Regions from separate parts of the Capsicum annuum genome. Here region 1 is linked to region 2. A link is a contact called in public Hi-C data. All regions are on one chromosome and are shown on one strand. The core of a region is the stretch at or near the end of the contact, and the rest is flanking DNA. Distances in the headings are between cores, read along the strand shown. Region 1 overlaps LOC107862900 (protein BOLA4, chloroplastic/mitochondrial). Region 2 holds the start of LOC107862903 (RNA polymerase sigma factor sigA).

Evidence for each region. Hi-C and Micro-C count contacts between places; a contact is called where the count stands out from the background.
Region 1: a contact with region 2 is called in a Hi-C map of leaf, with 2.4 times the contacts expected there. The contact joins the enhancer-like site here to the promoter of LOC107862903 in region 2. A contact is called at or near these places in 4 of 5 Hi-C or Micro-C datasets (bud, leaf and pericarp).

Annotation. Positions count from the first base shown.
Region 1 is chr3:235,631,366-235,638,768 of UCD10Xv1.1, forward strand. LOC107862900 (protein BOLA4, chloroplastic/mitochondrial) reads left to right here. Exons shown (of 3, transcript XM_016708609.2): 2 at 2,040-2,107; 3 at 2,225-2,604. The coding sequence ends at 2,378. It overlaps LOC107862899 (DNA-binding protein SMUBP-2), which reads right to left. Exons shown (of 7, transcript XM_016708608.2): 4 at 6,791-7,403; 5 at 6,035-6,203; 6 at 4,880-5,037; 7 at 4,111-4,620. The coding sequence ends at 4,378. Among protein-coding and RNA genes, the nearest start is that of LOC107862899, 8.4 kb to the right of the region's middle. Within about 2 kb of position 3,741, at least 3 of the 5 cell types and tissues checked have an H3K27ac peak or open chromatin away from gene starts, as enhancers often do. A contact at or near this core is called in leaf and pericarp, where this site is marked.
Region 2 is chr3:235,586,454-235,593,741 of UCD10Xv1.1, forward strand. It overlaps LOC107862903 (RNA polymerase sigma factor sigA), which reads right to left and starts at 2,637. Exons shown (of 10, transcript XM_016708613.2): 1 at 2,411-2,637; 2 at 648-1,470. The coding sequence starts at 1,336. It overlaps LOC107862902 (dual specificity protein kinase YAK1 homolog), which reads right to left. Exons shown (of 18, transcript XM_016708611.2): 16 at 7,126-7,287; 17 at 6,132-6,421; 18 at 5,337-5,941. The coding sequence ends at 5,865.

The DNA of each region.
Region 1 (7,403 bases), core at 2,491-4,990, 46 kb after region 2:
CTTTGGCAAACACCTCAATATTAAAGTGCTTAAAAGCCAAAAGCACTTAAAAATAAGTCAAGCCAATCACCCTCTAAGCTTATAAGCTGGCCAAATTGGTTTATTAGCACTTTTTAGCTTATCTACGCATTTGGCGAACACCAAAGTGTTTATTAGCCAAAACCAACCATAAGATCCCCAACTTCTGGCATTTAAGCTTATCTTTCGTTTGGCCAAGTATTTTATGATTTTATTCGTAATGGTTTTTCTAATTCTTAACATATCTTTTTTTATTTTTTGAGAAAGGTAACCGTTAATCTACATATATCCATAGGTCCACTATATCAATAATTCTTAACATATCTCTTCCCAAACAAATTCTTACTTCGTCTTCACTTCGTCTTTGTTGTTTTCTCTTTTCATTACACGAATACTTTTAAATTTATACTTTTTTGCCAATATTTTAAGGATATTTTAGTCATTCTAACAACATAACAACTTATGAACACTTTTTTACCAAACACGTCAATTGCTTATGAACAGTTGCAGCAGTTCTATCCAAACATGTACCTGCTTATTTATAAAATCAGCTTCAGCACGTAAAAATGCTTTTCAACGCTTAAACTTGTCACCTGTTTTTTTGATGAAGTAATATCATTGCTGGCATCAAGAAGATGCAAAATAGTAAAACTTATCACCTGTTTACAATCAGTTGATTCAGATAGGTTCTTATAATCAAACACATAAGTTGGTCAAGTTACCGATTTCAGGAAAAAAACAAATAAGTTGGTCATTTGGCTTATAAGTACCTTTTGACTTATCTATGCTTTTGGTAAGTACTAACGTGCAGTAGCTAAGCGCTTAGAACCAAAATCATCCAAAGACATAAATAGGTCACCCCCAACTATTGTTTTCAACTTAGCACTTTTAATTTGATCAAGATTTTTATAATTTTTTCCTTCATATTTTTTCTAATTCTCGAAATACCATTTCCAAACTAAATCCTTAAGTTCCTCTTCGTTCTATGTACGTCATTCCACCTTTTCCTTAAGAAAAATAAAATGTACGTGAGTCACTTTGTCAAAGAACAACTTTTCATCTTTTTACCAAATACATTAGTTATTTGTTATTAGCTTCAGCACTTATATTTACTTATTTTAAAAAAAGCTTCAAACACACAAGTGCGTATAAGTTATAAATACTTAATGCTTACCCACCCACTGTTCTTTGTATGGCCGAAAAAATCTGTCTAGAATCTACCCTTTGGGCCAACCGCAACCTTGGAGCTCGAGAATGACGGCCCCTCCTCTATTCTTCTCCACTTAAATGCCGAACTTAGGTTGGTTGGTGCAGGACAAAATTGTGACCTAACAAGTCCTTCAACCTATGCCGATTGAGCTATACGCCAGGGCATTTATAATCAACTAAACCAAAGTGGCTCATTGTTAACTCCTCTTTTCCCTCATAGTAAGTTTCCGCAAACTGTTCGATGCAGTACTAGTGGTTCGTATTTATACTTAATCATAATCATATACAACAAAGTACAGAATGCTGCTTCTTTCTGGCATATATTAGCTCCTACTTTAACTAAAACATGGCAACAAATGCTTAATCACATCATGTCCACAATTTGAGTTCTGGTAAAGATCTTCTCTTCCTTCTCTTTTGCAATCAATTTCGCTGCAACACCCACTGTTGTATCTAATTGTCCACCTTTTTTGGGTGAGATTTCTATGCAAGTACGCCTGTGTCCAAGGGCATAGCAATTGAAGTAGATTCTTCTTTATTTATGAAATTCCATTCACAAATGGCATTATACTTTTGATATTTGATCTTTTTTTTACGTTTTTTTCATTCTTGTCATGGTTACATAATTAAGGCTGTGGCGTAAGATTACTTTAATAAGGGTTGCAGAACTCGCTTTTAGCTTAATGCTACGTTTGGCTGTACAGATTCCATCCTCCTGTAATATCTGTGTGGATATTACATTCATGTCTTTCATGATAGTGTCACTTGCATCAATATTAATGTCTGGTTGAGATTTAAATATATGTCAACAGATCAAGGAACAGTTGAATGCGGACAGAGTCGTAGTGAAAGATGCTTATGGTGATGGTCGGCATGTCAGGTGAGGTTACTTCTCTAGTAGATGGTGCATTGGACGGGAATACAAAGCTGGTTTACTTAATCAAGTGGCGAACCTATTTGTTGCTATTCTATAGTCATTTTTTTGCTCTCTTTGCAGCATTGATGTAATCTCTTCAGCTTTTGAGGGACAATCTGCTGTGAATAGGCAGAGGATGGTCTACAAAGCCATATGGGAAGAACTTCATAATGTTGTGCATGCAGTTGACCAGATGACTACCAAAACACCAACCGAAGCAGCTGCAGGGAAGTGACTAAGGCGCAATCTACTAGTATCAAAACACCATCTGAGTCAACTACTTTATTTTCAAATCCCAAAACTTTTCAATTGATATCATCATATATACAGTTACGATGAATAAAAGAGAACAATGAATGATGTCAAGTATGTCAACTTTGAAGTAGTATTGCTTAGCATTGTTTGTTAGAGACAGTGCATTGAATACCTGCCATTTTGGAACAACAGTTCATTTTTTAAAACCTAGTGCCTGTCCAAAGGAAGAACAGTTCAAGGGCTTAATACCATGGATAGGGTGACATACTGATGAGAAACAAGTGCTTCAAGAAATTGGATTTCACCATTTGCTCAGTATATATATATATATATATTTACAGAATTTTGGAGGTGGAAGGATATCAGTTTTTTGTGGTGCATCCTTTTCATTTAATTTAAATTTTTGGGCAAAATAAATCAATATTATAGGAGTATTTGAAGTTAGTAATCGCATACCATAGAGTCATTACATTTAATGCTGCTTCTAACATTTACTCCTAAATATGTCTGCCTTGGAACAACGGACAAACTACATAATGGATTATTATTTGTGTCTTGGCAGGTTGAAACTTGCAGCATATTAGCACTACGTAAATTATTTATCATTTGAAAATACTACTACTATTTTAGTATTGAATTAGACTAAAAAAGACAAATTTCTTATCTTTTCGGGAAGTTAGAACTCAGATTGTTTAGGCACAGCTAATACGTACTCGTGAAACACAATTTTCTTGATGCTTACATTTGTCAAACTGTGACGATAACAATAATAGAAAGGCAGAGTGAGTCTGACAATACAACACAATTTGGCTTGCTTAAAAAGCAAATGAACAAGAAAAAAATTGCGTTTCAAAAACTATAAAATGTATCTACTCAAAATTTAAGTCATCAGCTTTGAGAGTCCAATAAAAATGGTTATATCAAACACGTTAGCCGTCACTGAACATTAGGGATCGTTAGGTGGGGTATATAAGAATAGTATTGAATAGAGTGTATTAGAAATGTTGGAATTATTTCTTATTCATTGTGTGATTTGATTATATTAAAAAATAGCATGCATTGCATAATTTCGAAAAAAAAATACTCTCTGTCTTTAATAGATTGAAAACACTACCAAACAAGGAAATACATAATACCAACAACTAATTTGTGTATTAGTTTCTCTCATGCGTCCAATCAAATGACCTTTAATTAGAGACACTGCAATGGAATACGTCTTGTGAGATATAACTAAACCTCGCCGTTGATTAGGATATTATTTGTTGTTATAAAGAACATACAATATAATATAACATGGAAAACCGGTTCCAAAGAAAACTTGCCATTTGCAATGTAGTTGTTACAACTGTTATAAAGAGGTCTGTTTAACATCCCTTTTCCATTCCACTGCCTTAATTGCTTACGCTGCATGCAGAGAAGTAGCTTTCACAAGATATGTGCAAAGTACAGATTTATTTTGAAAACTTGGTGACCATGAGACGATAAGAGATTTTAATGTGTTACTTCTCATTCGAAATTGATGTTTACTTTGCATTATTTTCAAGTGGTGTTTGACCTATTGGAAATATTTTTTTCTTTCGGAAAAAAATTCCTTATGTACATATATCCAACAGGTACTTCACATATATGAACTAGTCCTGAAGTGAATGAATATTGATCCCTGTTTAAACAAGATCTTCATGCTGATTCAAATACAAGGAAAATCATTAACATGAGCTAAACAATCAAGAATCGTATAGACATTGGAGCTGTATGAATATATATACATTTACACTTTTCACAAAGTTGTTCTTTGAATTATATATACAAATGAAAATTACCCCGTGTTTGTCCTTTTGGCCAAAAATCTAAATTGCTTGAAGCACCTAAATATATAATCTGTAAACCGAACCAGACCAACAACGTATCTGAGAGCTCACCCAGTCAGCAGAGGTTGGATGGAAGCATCGAAAATTTGGTGTTGTTGAACTCTTTCAAAGTTAACCGGTAGTAGGCAACATTGGATCCATACCAAGGCCAAATTCCCAGAAGCTGCCAGGTTCAACATGCTTTACTTTGCCAAAATATCTAATATGACGAAGCAGCCTGGCTAAATATGTGTTGTGGCATATAGTTGAACTGTCACAGACGACTGCTACATGCTTGCTCGCCCTTGTTATTGCAACATTCATTCGCCTGTTGTCTCCCAAAAAGCCAACGGCCCCCAAATTGTTTGATCGAACCTGGACATCATCAAGCAAAATTATACAAGCATGCACTTATATATCCCCACTCAAATAACTTAGTATATAGCAATCGAGCATCCAAACAGATACTACTGTTTTTTCACTAGTTATATCGGAGGATATGAGATTTCAAATCCCTTAATTTGTAACTTTGATTACTTAAAGGATACTTATCAAGGCAGAGATTAGAACAAAACGAAAGAGCCATCCACAGAAGCGTGTCAAAATGTTACACATCAGTAGAGTGACAGCTTACCATGGATATAATCACAGCATCTGCTTCACGACCTTGGAAGCTATCAATAGTTGCAACATCAACGCCAGTAGCCATTGGAATCTCATCAATCTTGTCTCGAAGTAGTTGCACTTGAGCGACATAAGGAGACTGTACAGCAATGGCTGCAGGAGGAACACCTGCAGAAGATAATTGGTACTTAAACTGATCTATCCTGATGATATATGAAGCAACAAATGTTGAAAAGACATACTAATTCTCCAAAGTAAGTAAAAAACTTTCCTCCATCTCACATGATAAGGATGCCTTCATAAGCTCATCCAAGATACGTGGATGAAGAATTATGAACATGCCGAGAAGGAAAGTTTATGTCGATTCAGTCAGCAGAAGATATTAGAAGGAGAGAAATTATATCCACGAATATCTTGAGCTTATTGGAAGTGTAATACTACTGATTAACTCTTTCATTCAGCTAAGCATTGGAGGTGTCATAAGCATCATCCATATAAACTAATCAACTGAAACATGGCTCTACTGAGTACTGAAGACACTTCCTTCTAGGGAGATGTAGAGGCATAGACATGAAAGGAACGGCCTTCTAGGAACAAAGGAATAACCATCTAAACAAGGTTAAAGGTCTTCCTTTAGCTTCTGAAAGAATGGCGGATTTGGCGTGATACATATAAAAATGTCCTGGTTAAGTAGCTTTTTGTCAAACAGTTCTTCCAGCCATATGGAAGGGGAATTAAAATAGTTGGGTATATATTTCTCTAAAACCTTTTTCATTAAGCTTAACTGCTGTAAAAGAATGGGATTAACGTACAAAGGAACAAAAAATCAGTCATTGGCATTGAATTAGAGAGAAATGTGCAGTTCCAATTGAGATTTCACGAGCTCTTACTTTCAGCACACACTTGGTATAAGTTATAACCAGAGAATACAAAGTTGTCATCAGTCCATCACCAGGAGTCCTGCTAAGCCAGGCCATTCTGGTGGATGGACAGGATACATGCAAGATATTTAATAAGTGATTTCAATAAATGCATACTTTGTTCAGTCGTCGCTTGAGCCACAAAAACACTCATCATGGAAGTTTCATTTATGACTACTTTCAGGAAAATTAAAGGACATATCAATTATCATTTGCAGAGAAAACGAAAATTAAAGAGCACATACCAGCATAAATTAAACTGAATACATGTTGAACAACAATATCTGCTTCCCCTTCATTGTAAAAGGAGCCAGTGCCAGCAGGGTCCAGATGCTCTTCACAACCAACTGATAAGCTTCCGTAAGGCATTCTCGTATCAAGCAATAACAGCGGACACTGTGTAATCCATGTGGGCTGAATGCAGAAATTAGAAGAATTAAAATCATCAAAAGGAATGCTTTCTGTAACCATGTACTTGTTAGTAAAACGATATGCTTAAGTTTCGAACAAGCAAATATCCCTGACTAAGATTGTGAGGCAGTGTCAAGAACAATCAAATGCAGCACCTAGCACATGTCGAAAATGGCAACTCTACAAGAAAAGGGTTCAACAGCAACTTTATTTCTAAGCATAGTATGTGTTGCGTACCAAAATCAATTAACAAGATGTTGAGGAGAGACATTCAAATTTATAGATGAAACTACAGAATATCCGGTAAGACACTATGTGAATTAGGAGTTTAGACCAAAATACTATTTAAGGGTTTAAACTTAAGATTAGGTGTTAGGTGTTCATACAGTTCCATGATATCAAAGAGGTCAAAACTCAAGAGTCTCAAGTCTCATGGCTGCCACAACAAGAATCATTACACCTCAATCTCAAAGAAAGGAGCCTACGTCCTCTTTTGGACTTGTGGGAAGAACAAACTAATAAGGTATCAGAATTCAAATCGTAAGTTATATGTGTAGTGAAAATGGCATGCAATGGTAAAGAGTTCATACCTTGACAAATGGAGAATCCACCAGTAGATGAGAAGCAACAGTTGGAGATGATGTTAAAGATCCACCATACATCTCCTTTGAAGCCCAGCTAGCTATCGCATCATTCATTCTGTACTGTGTTGTTAACTTTGTCGACAGCATCCCGTCATGCAAAGTCGCTGCCCTCTCCAGTAGTGAAACTCCAAGACCACCTTCTAAGGCTTTCCTAGAAAGAATAACAGGAGCAAGCTGGAATTGATCTCCTGCAAGAATACAACGCTTTCCGAGCAATATTGGTATCCAAGACGATGGTTCAATTGCTTGGCCAGCTTCATCTATAATAACCAAATCAAATGCATCCAGCCGTCTTATTAGTGGATCAGCTGCCCCAATATTAGTTGCAAGCACAACGTGAGCAGTTGATAAGATTTCTTTCACAGTTTCCTTCTCTTTCTTCTTGATGGACTTCCCAAGCTGTTTCAGAAGTTGACGTATACCAGCAGCTAAAGAGTCATCCTTAAGACAATACCTCAGGTCCTTTCTAAGATCTGACTTCTTCCTCTCAATTTCTGCTAGGAAATCAGACAGCTTGTTATTCACAATTTCAGCCAAAGATTTTGAAGCTACAGAAGAG
Region 2 (7,288 bases), core at 1,387-3,886:
TAAGACATCATGAGCTGCTTCAAGAAATAGCATCACAAAGAAAACAAATTTTACAATCACAGCTCAGTATCCTTCCGACTCCTACGTCCTATCTTCCTCCTCACATGATTTATTAATAGGTGTTAACAGTCTAACATCGATGTGTGAGAAGATCATCCCGTTTGGAGATAAATAAGTTTATAGAATCACACAAGTAGTCGGACAATCTGAAATTGACTGTTTTTTACTTGATTAATTATTAAGATTAGTTTCATGTATATGTTTTGCTTGGACAAAAAGTTATATAGTGGGATCGGTGCAGACAGTTTTCTTTTAGTTCATTATGTTCTTATGCACTAAATTCTGTTGGTGTCAAAAGAGGTGATATGATCAACTATTAATCTCTGGTTTACACCTGAGAGAAGAGGAAAGGTGAAGGTGGATTAGGCTTGTGAAGTTACCACCAAAGGATGTAGTGTAGTGGATGGGGTTGCTCTTTCCTTAACTAGAGGTCTTGGGTTCGAGCCCCGGGGTATGGAAAAATCCTTGGTAGGGAGTGCTACCCCCAAATGGGACCTACCATGCGCGAAACCGGATAGTCAGGGCTCCAACGCGGATACGGACACTGGATGGAAAACCAAAAAAAGAAGGGCTGTGAAGTTAGTTACCTTGATTTTTGCTCTTCCACATGAAGACCAACTTGAATCTTTTTGGATAGTTGAAGCACTTCAGTGTGTGTGAGCAGCTCTTCACTTACTACACCCTTAACATAACCTTTTAAACGACTTTGAAGTAGCTCTGAACCAATAATTGATCTCGGGGTCTTGGTTGCACTGGTAGGTGTAGCTGAACTTTTTCGACCAAGAACTCTTTGTCGAGAATCCATTCTCCTCCGCCTAGCAGATGTCCCGGAACAAGTAATATGAATCTCCTCACAGTTCTTTTCATGTTCTGGAGTAGCAGTCAATGTCCCTTCAGCAGACAGATTCCATTGCTTTTCAAGCATAGACTTCTGCAGCAAGAGGAGAACCTCCATTGAAAGGTCCTCATTATCGCTTTCATTTTGCAGTTGTTCGAACTTTTCAAACCAGGACTGCACATCAGAAGAGTCAGATGCTATGTCCACATGCTCTTGAAGAGCCTTGGGACATTGTAGGTTTCGACTGGATGCACAGCTGGGGCTATAATCGGATGACTTCTTCGCAGTGATCACATTTTTAACAGGAGGTGCCTGATTGCAGGGCAAACTATGATCGCTGCTACAAGATAGCTTTTCATTAAGATCAGAATAATAGAACGAAGAGCTTAGGAGTCTTTTTCCTGCACTAAGTCCAATTACTGCTGTTGTTGCCATCATGAGGCTATCCTCTAAAAATCCAAGACCATCACACGCCGTCTAACAAGGAAGATTGAATTACAACAATATCAAGTAGTGACCAAGTTGCTGTGTTGAGTAATCACTTTCTGCAGGTAGTCCCACAAAGAAAAAATCTGTAAAAAGTAATACCAGTAGAGAGAGTTTAGTTCAACAAACAAAAGGAAAGTAAGCAGAAATTTGGACAAACAACAAATCCACGTTTTCTGAACTTTCAAAAAGTTCTATTTTTTTTGGTCTTTTTAATTTGCAAGCAGTGATTTATAATGTTAGTTTCAGTGAGCTACTTTATCAGGAAGGGAAATTAAAAGCCTCAATTAAATTGTAAAATGAAATTTCAATCCTGATACTTCACGATGTGTGAAAGTAAATATATTAACCGAAGTTGCTAAGTTGCAATCTGAATTCTCATCTATACTAGCAAATCTTTTATAAGCGTGGTGTTCGGGCTAGCTTCATTTGCTTCACTACTACATGTCGCCCTTCATTTGATTTGCAATTTTATTTTCTTTTCAATCCTAGTTTGGTTACACTTCTTTTGAGCCAAGGTCTTATCGAAAGCAATCTCTCTACTCCACAAACATAGGAGTAAGATCAGCGTACATCCTACCTCCTCAGACTCCACTTGTGGAATTAAGCTCTATATATTACTAGTATTATTATTATCGGTGGTGGTGCCCAATGCCCCAACCTCCTTGTGCGCAACTCGATTAATTCTAGAAGTATCTGATACCTCCCACCAACACACATACCGAGAACTCTACTGAAATTTGAACACAAGACCTCATGATTTTCTAATCCACTAGGCCACACTTTGGGTGCTACTACTATATAAAATTATTTTCACTAGTGTGAGCTCTTTTAAGTTGCAACAAAGCTTAAAACATGAACACTAAATATGAGGCGATCATAACGAGGTAATTAATAAATTTGTATACAAGGCGAACTTTACGAGGGGAACAGATTGTAGAACAGATTTGAGAAATGAGAGAGCAATCTCATGAAGAGGAGTGACATGAAAATGTTAAAAGTGATCATCAGTGCAAACTAACATACCTAAATCTGCGCAGACACGAGGAGCCGAGGAGCAAAGCGAAAATAATATAAGGTGACTGGCATTGCAGTGGTGGTGGAAGATGAAGAAGATGAAGAAGAAGAAGAATTGGTTAGTTTGTTGCAACAGAAATGGTAATTTTTATTTAATACTACTATTATAATTCTTTTTTTTTTTTTTTGTATTTTTCTTATTGTTGATAATATAATTGATAGGAGGAAATGAAAATAACGCGAGAGGAGATTAATAGTGAAGGGTGTATTTATTTGTTTGTTTTGGATATTAGAGATCATTATCCCATTGGTTGGAATAGATATGCGGGTCCCACTTCTTGTGGCGTACCTCTTCCTCTTCCTCTTCCGTTCTCTCTCTTTTTTCTTGTCCTTTCCATCAACAATTCTAGATTTTGCTTTGCTTGTTTCTCTCCCAAAATCTCATTTTACTTATTATTTTCGAGGATATATGTTACCACTGTATCAAATAATTTCGTTCATCAAAATTTTAGAACAGAAGGGGAAAATTATCTAATATTTTTGTATCTTTAAAAAATAAACATGAAATCTCATAATTCTCATAACTTTCAGGTCAATATAAATAAGTTATATAAAGCTCTAATTAATTGAAATGGACAATAAAAAATATTGTCGCGTGACCAACAAATTTCATACTCAAGTCATAAAATATTGTTTTACGAGTAAAAATGTGAAGTGAGATTTGCATACAATATAATAAAATTCAATTTTATTTGATTTCTCCTTAAACCTTAAACTTGACAGACTTGACTGATTTCCTTTGAAAAAAAAAAATACTTTCATCAGCTCTACTTACTTATCACCTTTTTAAGTTATACAATTTAAAAAAAAAAAAAAAATCAGATCCCACTTTATAGAAATATACTGAGTATGTTATTGTTGTAATCTTTACAAAAATATTAACTAAAAAGTAATTTTAACTAAATTACTTTGATTTATTACTATCTTTATTTAGTGCTTTTCTTTTTTATATTATATTAGTATTTTTTTTATATTTATTATTAAAAATAAAAATACAAATAAATAACTAATTATATATAAATTTTATAAAATAATAAGTATTAAGTAATATTTATTTTTAATAAGAGTGACCACTAATTAGAAAGGAAACAAATATATAGTACAACTTCTGTTATAGAAAGGGTATTGTAGTTGCCTGGCCTTGTAGATATCAAGACAACATGTTTTACCGAAAAAATAAAAGCACCGAGGATCAGTATTTCACAAATCGAGGTCCCCTCTAGCCACCTTTTATTTCGTCATCGGCTCGATGGGAGCCCCATAGTTGTTCACAATATTAATAAATAGGTCTTCCGTGTAAAAAAATAATAAATATTTTTTTTATTAGTATTAGATATTATTCATTATTCAATATATTTTTAAAAATATTTAATTTATTATGTTTAAAAGGTAATATAACAAAATTTTCTCTATCGTTCACTTCGATTAGTTTGTACGTTCACTTGTGAATCCCTTAGTGAAAATTTCGGCTCCGTCACTGCTATCGTTTATTGCTTCTTAATATATGTCATATCAATAGTCGACAACTATTGTTGGCAAATAAAGTATATTTCGAACCTGTCCAAATTTTTCAAGCTTTCGGTAAGTGTATGGGCTAAACTTCTCGAGAATTAAACTGCATAAACTGTGACAAACATTTTAAGATATATTTTTAGATATTTTTTATCATATAAATATATGAAGGATTGCAACTTACAACTTTTTTCATATCGTTCTAAATATTCAAAATTAAAATTTAAAATATTAAATTAATTTATGAAATTTAGGTTCAGATTTTAGTCAAATTGACTTTCATAAAAATGAAGTGAATAATAATTTTTAAGAGAAGATAGTAGTTTAGTTTAAACAAAATGGAATTGTATTTGATCATATATTTAATTTGAATTTTTTTTAACTACGGTTCCGTAGCCAAGTTCCCTTTTCCAAAATTATCGCTGCAAAATCCATCCATGTAAAAAAAACCCCAAAAGCATACCCACCAGATCTCACAGTGAAGTGAGGAGGTTGAATATAAGTAAACCGATGACAGGTTGTTTCCGACAGACCCTCATCTATCTTTAATTATAGGTATAATATATAAATATGATCCTAAACTTGACACTAAATTATAACATTGACCTTAAACTTTGACAGTGCATAAATAGGACCTTTAACTATTCAAAATCTGAATAAATAAACACCCTGATCCTATGTGGCAAAACGCGTGTTGTACACGCAAAATAGCACGCGTCCGAGTTGGAATTGAAGGGTTTTTTTGTTCAGCTTTTGTATAGCTAAAGGACCTATTTATGCACCGACAAAGTTAAAGATCATACTTATAATGTGTTTTTTTATTAGGTGGCACCATACAAGTGGATTAGTAATCCACGTCAGAGCAAGTGAGGTACACGCGTGTAGTTGCAAAATCGAAGTGTCTTTTTGTTCAGGTTTTGTATAGTTAAAAGGGCTTACTTGTGTACTTAAAAGTTTAACGTCAATGTTATAATTTAGTGTCAAGATTACGCTCCTATTTATGCTTTAATTATATACCGTTTAACTTATGCTTCATTAAATTGGTTGATATATTCCTCCTCCTTCACTGCGATATTGACACATTCAGTCTACCTTTGGTGTGATGATGTCTTTTCTATGCCTTGAAATATGCATTCCACTTGTCACAATTAATCACAAGAAACTTATATCGAGATGCGCAGGATATATTATTGATATGGAAAACCAAAAACAGATGGTAGTAATCTTATTTTGATTTTATGCTAATCAAATGGAAAAGATCATTGATTACAACAAACACTGACATCCACTACAACCGTCATATTTATTTATAGCTTCGGCAGTGAACATTGATTTATATTTCTGTGAATGACGTGACACTCAATTAAGAAACACAAATCCCAAGCTTCTTCACGTCATTCCATTTAATTTATGAGCAGTCACATTGATCTGTTAAGAGGATATTGAAATAAATATCCAACTTACAAGGAATCAAGATCCCTGGTTTTAGGTTACAGACACATTGCTAACAAATAAACCTTAAAACTATCATTCACCACCCTACTCAACACAACCAAGCTTTGTTCAAATAAATAATTATAATTCCCTGGAGCACCGATACTAACAGGCAAACCGGTTGGAGTTCTCTTGCAATGAACTACATCCAGGGAGCTGACGTCCATATCTGTTAGCCCTTTGGAACCGGAGGAAAAAGCTGAATTCAAGATCCCGGAGATCAAGCATGGCGATGACAGGAAGGCGTGACCAGATAGATCATGGTGGCGTTAAACCATTAACATGTAATCAAGCACTACAAAATGACATTGATGGGGATTTGTAACGCAAGTTTTACCACTTTTTCCACTTGTCTGGTCTGCTCTTTGCACTAACCCCCGATGAAGGCTACAAAAAGTTAGACAATCCTTTTGTAATCTTTTCTTGTCCGGGAAGTTGGTGGAATGTTTGGAACAGGATTGCTGCCTCTACGTCCTACAACAGCACAAAGGTTGTGGTTGGAACTTTGGAAACATGTCAAAACCTATCCAACCAACTCTTTAAGAGTTTGATTTGAAAAATGAAATCATGAGCAAGGAGAAACGCTTTAACTCTAGCGGATGCAACTAAATACAAAAGGAGAAAAGAACCAAACCCAGAGTAGAAGAGACTAGTGAATCTTTACCCCATGATGCACCATTCCTTGCAGCAGAAAGTGAAGTATCCGCATTATATGTAGAATAAGATGACTGCACCTTGGCATGACTTTCATTGTAATGAATACCTGTTGCTCTCCCCTGGTTAAATCGATGGAGAGGTGGCTGCTGTCCTAAGCGGCTTGGAGAAATTTGTGCAAAATGAGGCGTCAAATATGATGGATTTGCCATGGTGTGCATATATCCACCATGCAGCTCATGACCTGAAGGAGGGCTTCCTACCTCTCCCGTTAAAAATGCTTGAGTTTGCCCCATAGGTCTAAATCATGCAAGAAATAGTGAAAAAACAGGGAAGCTGGTGCACTATAGATGCATGAAATAGTGAAAGAAAACAAGAGCTCAATTGCTGAAACACGACCATGAAAGAAAGTAAGGACAATTAAACAATTCAAGCAGTACACCCCCTAATAGTGTCCATTTTCCTATTAGAGAAATTTCTAGACATCATATGCTACAAATGTTAAGTCAGACCAACTAATACTTTTCAGCACAACCTTCTCTATCTAAAAATTAAAAAACTCAACATGTGACTCTACATTTGAAAAAAGAAAGGGGAAAAAAACTGAACTCCTTAATTTTAACCACTTCACAGGAAAACCATGCAGAAGCAAACTAAGACATTTTAGGACGAGGAAGAAAGCAGAAAATCCATGACAGTCCTAAGATCTGACGCATGAAGTCAATGTTGAAGCATTATTTCATCAAAAAAATTATTTTCAGCTAAATAGATACAAGATGTGAGTTGCCTAGCAATCAGAGCCTCCACTATCTTAGGGAAAACAAACAAGTCTCAACTGCCTTGATAGAACATCAATCTTACGCAAGCAGACATGCTGAGGGATGGACCAGATATGTTTTGCCGCATAAAATAAGACACTACGGAAAAAATGCATATAGAAAAAAGAAAAGGGATGTGAAGACATGTAAGGGTATCCTTCAGGATAAATTATAATTAGAACTTACCTCTGAGACATACTGGGATTCAAATTAGAGATCTGGTTTGGTCTTCTCACTCCAGTAAATGGTTCTTGAGAGGCCACAGCTTGACCAAGATGCATCCCCTTGGAGAATTCACAAGTTAAGTTGCTCATTTCTGAGCTATCTTCTTGCAGAAGCAGTTCTTCAC